2 separate regions of the Ovis aries genome follow, and region 1 is linked to region 2. Evidence: chromatin contacts called from public Hi-C data. All regions are on one chromosome and are shown on one strand. Each heading gives the region's core, a stretch centred on a gene start, on an enhancer-like site or on the middle of the called end of the contact. The rest is flanking DNA. Distances are from core to core; before and after follow the strand shown.

What was found. Hi-C and Micro-C count contacts between places; a contact is called where the count stands out from the background.
Region 1: a Hi-C map of hypothalamus shows a contact between it and region 2, with 8 times the contacts expected there. The contact joins two enhancer-like sites. A contact is called at or near these places in 13 of 16 Hi-C or Micro-C datasets (blood, hypothalamus, liver and 7 more).

What each region holds. Positions count from the first base shown.
Region 1 is chr15:33,607,371-33,611,679 of ARS-UI_Ramb_v3.0, reverse strand. No RefSeq gene overlaps it. Among named protein-coding and RNA genes, the nearest start is that of CLMP, 75 kb to the right of the region's middle. Within about 2 kb of position 1,754, at least 3 of the 54 cell types and tissues checked have an H3K27ac peak or open chromatin away from gene starts, as enhancers often do.
Region 2 is chr15:33,458,837-33,463,244 of ARS-UI_Ramb_v3.0, reverse strand. All of the region lies in intron 1 of CLMP (CXADR like membrane protein), which reads left to right. Among named protein-coding and RNA genes, the nearest start is that of HSPA8, 37 kb to the right of the region's middle. Within about 2 kb of position 2,169, at least 9 of the 54 cell types and tissues checked have an H3K27ac peak or open chromatin away from gene starts, as enhancers often do.

The DNA.
Region 1 (4,309 bases), core at 505-3,004, 150 kb before region 2:
CATCCCCGAGCTCCATCCTCCCTGCCCTGTCTTCAGCCCTCTGCCCCAGCCTTACACACCTCCTCACAGATCTCCAAACGGGTGCTCTTGTGTGCCTACCTCCACGCCATCCACAGGTGCTGGCCTCTGTCTGGACTATCCTCTCCCTCCTTCACCCTCCTGGCCAACTTCTGTTCCATGGCTCAAGTCAAATGCCACCTCCCCTGGAACATCTTCTGAAACCTTCATAGACAGAGCTAGGCATTAGTTATTTCATGAGACCATCAACTTAAAATTTATGTTCACATTAGGTTATACTGATTGGTATATGTACCAATATATGAACTCCTCTAGGGAAGGGACCATATTTGACTCATTTTGACGTTCATCATGTCTGGTACTGTTTTTGGTAATTGCCCCTGGATAACAGTGTAACCAGAGCCCAGCCTTCCCTAAAGAACCGGCCAGGTCTGCATCCCAATAATCTCAGGGAAGAGTCTAACTTTGTAGACTGGAAACACCTCATTTGGACTCTAACTCCCATACCCACTCCTCTCCTGACTCTGTTAAGGAACAGAATGGAAAGTTCTTGGCTCAGGAATGAGAAGGAGGAGAGGGACAGAGGATGCCCTCAAGCTCCTTCTGGTTGGCTCACCAATGTCACTGCAACCATGCTTCTTCACCCCGCAGCCATAGTTGATTTCAGAATGTCGACTAAAATACGGAGTCCCAACCTGAAAGTAGAGAGTTATTTTATTTGGTGGGACTGCTTAGGACTCAGCCCGGGAGACAGCATCTCGGTAGCTCTGAGAAAATCACTCCAAGGAGGCAGTGGGGAAGTCAGGCTTGCAACAAGTTTGCAACAAAGGGAGAAGGTGGTCTGAACATCAAAGATCAAGTATCAAGTTAAGGAATATAGTATTCCACGTATGGGAAGATGTGAGCTTCTGGGATAACTGAATTCACTCCTTTCATATGCACCTCAGCTGCTGCTGCTGCTAAGTCGCTTCAGTCCTGTCCGACTCTGTGCAACCCCAGCTATCTGGAGCCAATGCCGTTTCCTTGTTCACCTTCTTGCAATCCCCCAGCTCCTCAGCAATCACTGTAGTGGGTGGTAGCATTTGCCAGATAGCAGGTTGGGAAGCCAGCATTCATATCTGGGGGCCAGAAATCACTGATGGCTGTGACATTTCTTGTTTATTAATATGGCAGGAGATATTTTCTCACAAGAAACAACTGGCTCCATCTTCCAGGGATCTTCCAGTCTCCCTGAACCAGGCTCATGGTGACCCCTCCGGCATGCCTGCACCAGTCAGCTGCTTGACCATCTGGGTCCCCTTCCTTCGGCCCCTCCCGGGGGCTTCTGAGCTGCCAACGCCAGCAGAGAAGCCAGTTTTAGACTCCCTGTTGGAACTGTTTCTTTGCTTTGTTTTTCGCTGCCTTTGTTATCAGAATGGCCTGCCTCAGAGAATCCTGCCCCTCTGCCTGACTGTTAAACTAAAGAGCCTTTGTTCAGGACTGGTCCACCTATGGATGGCAGGAAGGAAGAAATTAACACACACCCTGCCTGAAGCTCGCCATTCTAGATGTTTGCAAGATTAATGGCCTTTTTACTTTGCTTCCTCACCTCCCCCCATCTCTGGTCTATGAAAGAACCTGGCATCCAGACCCTATAAGATGGATATTTTGAGGCACCAGCCTGCCATCTTGTCGATCAGCCAGCTCCCTGATTAGCGTCTCTTCCTTGGCTCAGTCCCTCGTCTCTCGGATTCATTGGCCTGCCATGCGGCAAGCAGAGTGAGCTTGGACCTGGTAACGGGGGCAGCACGGCCCTCGTGGGAGGTCTGGGCTCTGCTCCGAGAAGCCCATCCTCCGGGCTTCTGTCTCTAATTGTTCCTGCAGCCGGAAGGGTAGCAGTTTCCTGCAGTAGCTCTGTCTGTATTACCTCATTGTCCTCCTTTAACTTCCCCTGTCTTCCTCTTCCTGTAAGCCATTTACCATGTTGAACTATCTTCGGTAAAATAGGCAGTACAGTTCCTACTTTCCCGATCTGACCCTGATTGGTACAGAGAGAGAACAGCTGCCGGGGACGCTGACGTCCAGCTCAGTTACTGCTTTAGAGTCACCTCGGGCCCAGGCGAACTGTGATACTAATGATCGCCATTCACTGGATATCTGCATGTTGTTCACCATGTGACAAGCCTTAATGCATCACAAAAGACTGAATATATCGGCCAGTGGCCAGACTACATGTGACAGCAGAATTCCTACCCACAGCGAGCAACTGGCACCGGAAGCCAAATCGTAGCCTCTGCAGTAATGCACCAGAGTGGTCCGGATTCGGTCGCTGACTGCCAGCTTCCCTGACTTTTGCCTCTGCTTCCAACGCAGAACTGTTGCAGGAAGGGGGGCCCCTTCCAGGGCCCGAAACTGAGCTCTTGTCTAACGCTTGGAAATGAATTGTCCGAGGAGACACATGTGCTGACAAAGCAAGAGATTTTATTGGGAAAGGGCACCCGGGTGGAGAGCAGGAGGGTAAGGGAACCCAGAAGAACCGCTCTGCCGCATGGCTCCCAGTCTCGGGTTTTACGGTGATGGGATTAGTTTCCGGGTTGTCTTCAGCCAATCATTCTGACTCAGAGTCCTTCCTGGTGGTGCACGCCTTGTTCAGCCAAGATAGGTGCCAGAGAGAAGGATTCTGGGAGGTGGTCAGACAGGTGGTGTCTCCTTTTGACCTTTCCCGAACTCTTCTGGTTGGTGGAGGCTTATTAGCTCCCTGTTCCTTACCAGGACCTCCTGTTGAAAAACAACTCATGCAAATAGTTCCTATGGTGCCTGGCCAGAGTGGGCATTTTCAATCAGCGTGCTTCCCCTAACAGAACTAAGCCAAAAAAGCCAAATATACTCCTTGAACCAGTCACATCAGATGCTCCCTGATTCTAGTCAGCCCACCTCTAGCTTCCCCCTGGCAACAACCTCCAACCCAGAGCACACAGGACGTCTTCCCCTTTCTTAATTGTAAAGTTTCCCACTCTCTGTCCGCTTCTGCATCTCTGCAAACTCACTGATGGTTTCTGGCTCCCCCGCTGTAGCAAGCTCTGTTGGTTCTCATTTGGACAATCTTCATTTATTTCCACAATTAGGTTAATTTCTTACTATCATCCAGCAAAGCAAACATACTTATGTCCATTTTACAGATGGGGAAAACTGATGCTCAGAAAGGCCAAATATATAGCAAGGCTGAGAAGCACCTTGAGAAGGAAATAAAAATCAGTTGTGTAAATAGTCTGGGATACACTGAGCCCTCTCATTTTCTTCCTGGCCTGGGGTGTAGACTGTGGACCTGAAGATGAAGGAGGCGTTGCCACCTATGCATTGATGGGGTCTACATCTAGGTATCAGTGGGACCAGGGATCTGAAAGAATGAAAGAATCAGAGGACAACACATTTTTTTTGCTCTACCCACATTAGGTCAAAATAAACACAATTGTCTACATTCAAGAATCAGTCATCACAGTAACTTAGAATCTTGCAGTATTATAAGAAGGTGGCTGCCTCACTCACCACCTTCCCCAAACAAGCATCTCCTGTGCTATTGTGAAAATACCTGTTGGACCCAGAGAAGGCAGAGACCAAATCAGTTTTATTTTTTACTATCATAAGAATATGATAGTAAGAAACAAACCTAATTTGTTTTTGAAGGTGAAGTGAGCGTCGCTCATTATGTCCAACTCTTTGCGACCTCATGGACTATACAGTCCATGGAATTCTCCAGGCCAGAATACTGGAGTGGGTAGCCTTTCTTTCCCTTCTCCAAGGGGATCTTCCCTACCCAGGTCTCCCGCGTTGCAGGTGGATTCTTTACCAGCTAAGCCAAGGGAAGCCCAAAAATACTGGAGTGGGTAGGCTATCCCTTCTCCAGTGGATCTTCCCGACTCAGAAATCGAACCTGGGTCTCCTGCATTGCAGGAGAATTATTTACCAACTGAGCTATGAGGGAAGCTTATAACAACCTTTACCACCCTTTTACTGAGTGCTCTCACTTTCACTTTTCACTTTCACGCATTGGAGAAGGAAATGGCAACTCACTCCAGTATTCTTGCCTGGAGAATCCCAGGGACGGGAAAGCCTGGTGGGCTGCCGTCTATGGGGTCGCACAGAGTCGGACACGACTGAGGCGACTTAGCAGCAGCAGCAGCACCACCACCCTTTTGTCTGAAATGCCAGGAGGACCTGCAGAGACCTAGCTGGCCACCAGGTGGCACCAGCGCAGAGCTAATGCCGGCTCTAGCCTCCTGCTTGCTTAGCCCAGTAGAGAGGCAACCACGTG
Region 2 (4,408 bases), core at 920-3,419:
GGACCCTAAGAGGTCTTCTGCTAATTCCTCCCCTCTAAAATACCTTGAATGAATATTTATTCCTTCACTCTTTGCCTTTCTTTTTTTGTTGTTTTTCAGTCACTCAATCACGTTCAGCTCTTTGTAACCCCATGGACTGCAGCACGCCAGGCTTCCCTGTCATCCACTATCTCCCTGAGTTTGTGCAAACTCATGTGCATTGAGTCGGTGATGCCATCTATTTATTTATTTAGCTGTACCAGGTCTTAGTTGCAGCACTTGGAATCTTTGATCTTTATTGCAGCAGGCAGGATCTTTAGTTACAGCATGTGAACACTCAGTTGCAGCTTGTGGGATCTAGTTCCCTGATCAGGGATAGAACCTGGGCATCCTGCTCTGGAAGCTCGGAGTCTTAACCACTGGACCACCAAGGAAGTCCCTACCTTTCTTTATCGACTCTCTGCAGATGACACTTTACAACACCTGAGTAATCAATTCGTTTCATAACAAATTCTGCAATGAAAATAAGATTTTTTGGTCTCAGACAAAATAAACATCCATTGCAGCTGACAAAAGTTAAACCAGTGACCTTAAGTTATTTTAAAAAGTGTTTCTATTTCTTTAATGGATTTTTTTCCCCATGAGCCCTGGAAACTAAATGCATACAGTTTGAAATTTAGCATATAACCACAAATGGCAGCAAAGTACTTAAATCCAAGGTAATCTATAATTCTTTATCAATGTTAATAATCCATTTTACTAATGAGGCATAGCTAATCCTAAGTAAATTCTGCCCCCTTGTGGATTAAAATGTCCACAACTAGTTGCATGGGGCCAGTTCTTTTTAATTCTATCAATTAGCCCTTCAATGATGATCTTTAAAAATAATATACAATGGAACAAAATTAGATTATTTGTATAAATTGTGTAAGAGCTGATTGATGATGACAAAATATACTGACAGCGAATAGTATACCTCTGTATCTTACACTTTGTATATTAGGACCATGTCTTGACTATACCAAGTGCTGGATAAATATTCATAGAATGTTAGGAAAAACATGAAATATTGGGTTTAACATCCACATAGAAGAATTCCTTTCATAGCTCCTGATACACCCCCACTCAAGTGACTCCAGGAATGGAAAATTCATTAAATGATAACAGCTTGTTCTCCGATCAGGCAGGAATTAACTGTTAGAATGTCTATCAGCATATTAAGCCAAAGTATGGATAAACAATATGGTCCTACTCTATAGCACAGGGAACTATATTCAATATCCTGTGATAAACCATAATGGTAAAAATATGAAAAAAATGTATATGTGTATGAAAGAAAGTGAAAAGTGAAAGTGAAGTCGCTTAGTCGTGTCCGACTCTTTGCGACCCCATGGGCAGTAGCCTGCACCAGGCTTCTCTGTCCATGAGATTTTCTAGGCAAGAGTACTGGAGTGAGTTGCCATTTCCTTCTCCAGGGAATCTTCCCGACCTAGGGATCGAACCCAGGTCTCCCGCATTGTAGACAGATGCTTTACCATCTGAGCCAGCTGAGTCATTTTGCTGTATAGCAGTGATGAACACAACATAGAAATTCAACTCTGGTGGTGGTGGTGGTTTAGTCACTCAATCGTGTCCGACTCTTTGTGACTCCATGGGGAAGCCTGCCAGACTTCTCTGTCCGTGGGATTTCACAGGCAAGAATACTGGAGTGGGTTGCCATTTTCTTCTCCAGGGGATCTTCCCAACCCAGGGATCAAACCCTCCTGCTTGGCAGGCAGATTCTTCACCACTGAGCCACTTGGGAAGCCAACTATACTTCAATTTAAAAAACAAACAACAACAACAAAAGATATATATATATATATATATATATATATATATATATATAGCCAAATGGAATAAATCCTTTGTCAGAGAATCATATCATTTCAGAACTGGAAAGAGGTGTTGGAGATCTCCCAGTTTATCCTTTTATGGTTGAATCCATTACACCATCTGGACCTAATTCTGCTCTCTGGAACAACACTCAATAAGTTCCATCCTGCCAACTTTTCATCGATAATTGTCAACTATTCCTCATATGACAAGTTTTTTAGATCCCATCATCTCCCAGTTACAACCCTGGATGCCAGCTTTGTTGTGAGCATCCCTCCCATGTGCAGCTTCTAGAACTGAACACAGATGTCTGGATGTGCTCCTTTGTCTAGGATAGAAAACAATGAAGCAGTTATGCCTTAGGACATTAAACCTCTTTTAATGCAGCCCAAGCTCATTGGGATTTTTCAGCAATTATATCATACTACTGGTCGGTATAAATCTTGTAACCCCCCAGGTCCTCCAGGTCTTTCCCAACCCTGTACTTCTGCCTGGCTATAACTTTTAACAATTGTTGCTATTAAATTTCATCTTGTTTTTGCCTCAGAATCTCAGCTAGCAAGATAACTGTATCTTTAAAAAATATATTTATTTATTTGGCTGTGCCAGGTCTTGGTTGCAGCACAATCTTCTATCTTAATTTGCAGGATGTTTGGCTGTGGCATGTGAGCTCCTAGGTGTGGCACGTGGGACCTAGTTCCCTACCCAGATTTTGAACTCTGGTCCCCTGCATTGCGAGCACAGAATCTTAGCCACTGGACCACCAGGGAAATCCCAGATAATTGTATATCTTAATGTGTCTACTCAGATTAGTTCTGCTACCTAGCTCTGGGCCATCCATATTTAAAAACATGATCTCTGTGTTTCCAACCAGTCAAATTCAAGGGAGAAGCTTTGATTCAGAAAAGAGATTAGAAAACACTGGAGGTGGGCCCATGTCCCTGAAGAGCTACCCATCAGCCATGTGGCCTCAGCTGTGTGGTCCTCCAATTTCTCTTCTCTGAAACAGAGGTGATAACATGAGCTCTCAGGTGCTCCTAGGGCTCACATGAAAAAATGCAGTTGAATAGGCTGAGTTAAGTGTTAATTGCTAAATAAATGTAAAGTATTATTAATCATTAGCTTTCAAATGGTTTGAGGAGGGAGGAGAAACTTTTGTATCTCTTTTCTACCTGATAGGTGAAGAGCGCCTTACGATTTTTTACTGTGGATAAATACACATGAAGCACATATTGAGACAGTTTTTCACAGAGGGGAAGGGAGGTGAGTTGATAGTTTTTAATCAGCCTGTGTTTAGTCTGGAAACTTCAACTATCTTCTATCAGCGTCTCTCCCTTTCCTTTCCCCCCTCTCTTCTCCTCTTTGTCTGATCTGGCTCCCTCCCTCCCCTCTCCCCTCCCCGTCCTCCCCTCCTCCTCTCTTCCACACTCCCCCGCCCCCTCCTCCTCCTTTATTCCATCTTTCTCCCTGCTTTTCCCTTCCTTCACCTCCTCTAAAACCAACCCTCAGACTGGAAATCAGGAGGAAGCTCTATACACCCCCTGCCTCCCCCGACCCACCGCCGCCACCACCACTGAAGCCAAGGCTTCCACCTTGGTCCTTGCACCCACACCATCATTTTAGGATTTCAGGAACAAATATTCACCTCCTTGGGGGAAAAGATAACAAGGCACCACGCTGATTCCCAGATGCCTGAAATTCCACTGATAACCACAGCTGTGTTCCTTCAGCTCCAGTCTTTTTCTAAATATCAAATATACGTTTGTCTCTGAGGAGACAGCGAAATGAATCATTTAGCAGCTCAGAGTGAATTTGGTTTTCCTTTTCCAAAGACCTCATAAAGGCCTTTGGCTGGAGAGATTCTGGGGTCAGGCTAGTATGGGAAGGCAAAATAGAAAAGTCCCCTGGTTTACAGCCAGGGCGCCTGAGGGGCTGATGGGGTGGGGGAGGGGCTGCCTCTGCCTCCACTGCAGCTGCTCCCCCACCGGGGCGCTCTCTGCCTTCCCTCGGTCTGCAGGAAAAACCTGTCTGTCTCCAGAACTAGCTTAGGCCCACTTACTCCTCAGAGTCTTCCTTAACCACTCTTGTCAGAAATGATTGATTTTCCAGTAATCATGCAATGTGGTTACTTTTCCTGGGTGTGATCATGATGCTGAAATATAGCAGCAAAAATCTGTGACAAAATATATCTGTATATATATATATATCGAATCCGAGTCTCCTGCATTGCAGGCAGATTCTTCACCATCTGAGCCACCAGGGAAGCACCCCTCCCCCCTCCACCAAAAAAAAAAACAAAAAAAAAACTAGTGTCCGTGCATGCTAAGTCGCTTCAGTCGTGTCCTACTCTTTGAGATCCTATGGACTGTAGCCCACCAGGCTCCTCTGTCCATGGGATTCTCCAGGCAAGAATACTAGAGTGGGTTGCCATTTCCTTCTCCAGGGGATCTTCCCAACCCAGGGATCAAACCCTCGTCTCCAGCATCCCCTGCATTGGCAGCCGGGTTCCTTACCCCTAGCTCCACCCAGGAATCCCATCTGTATATATCCATAC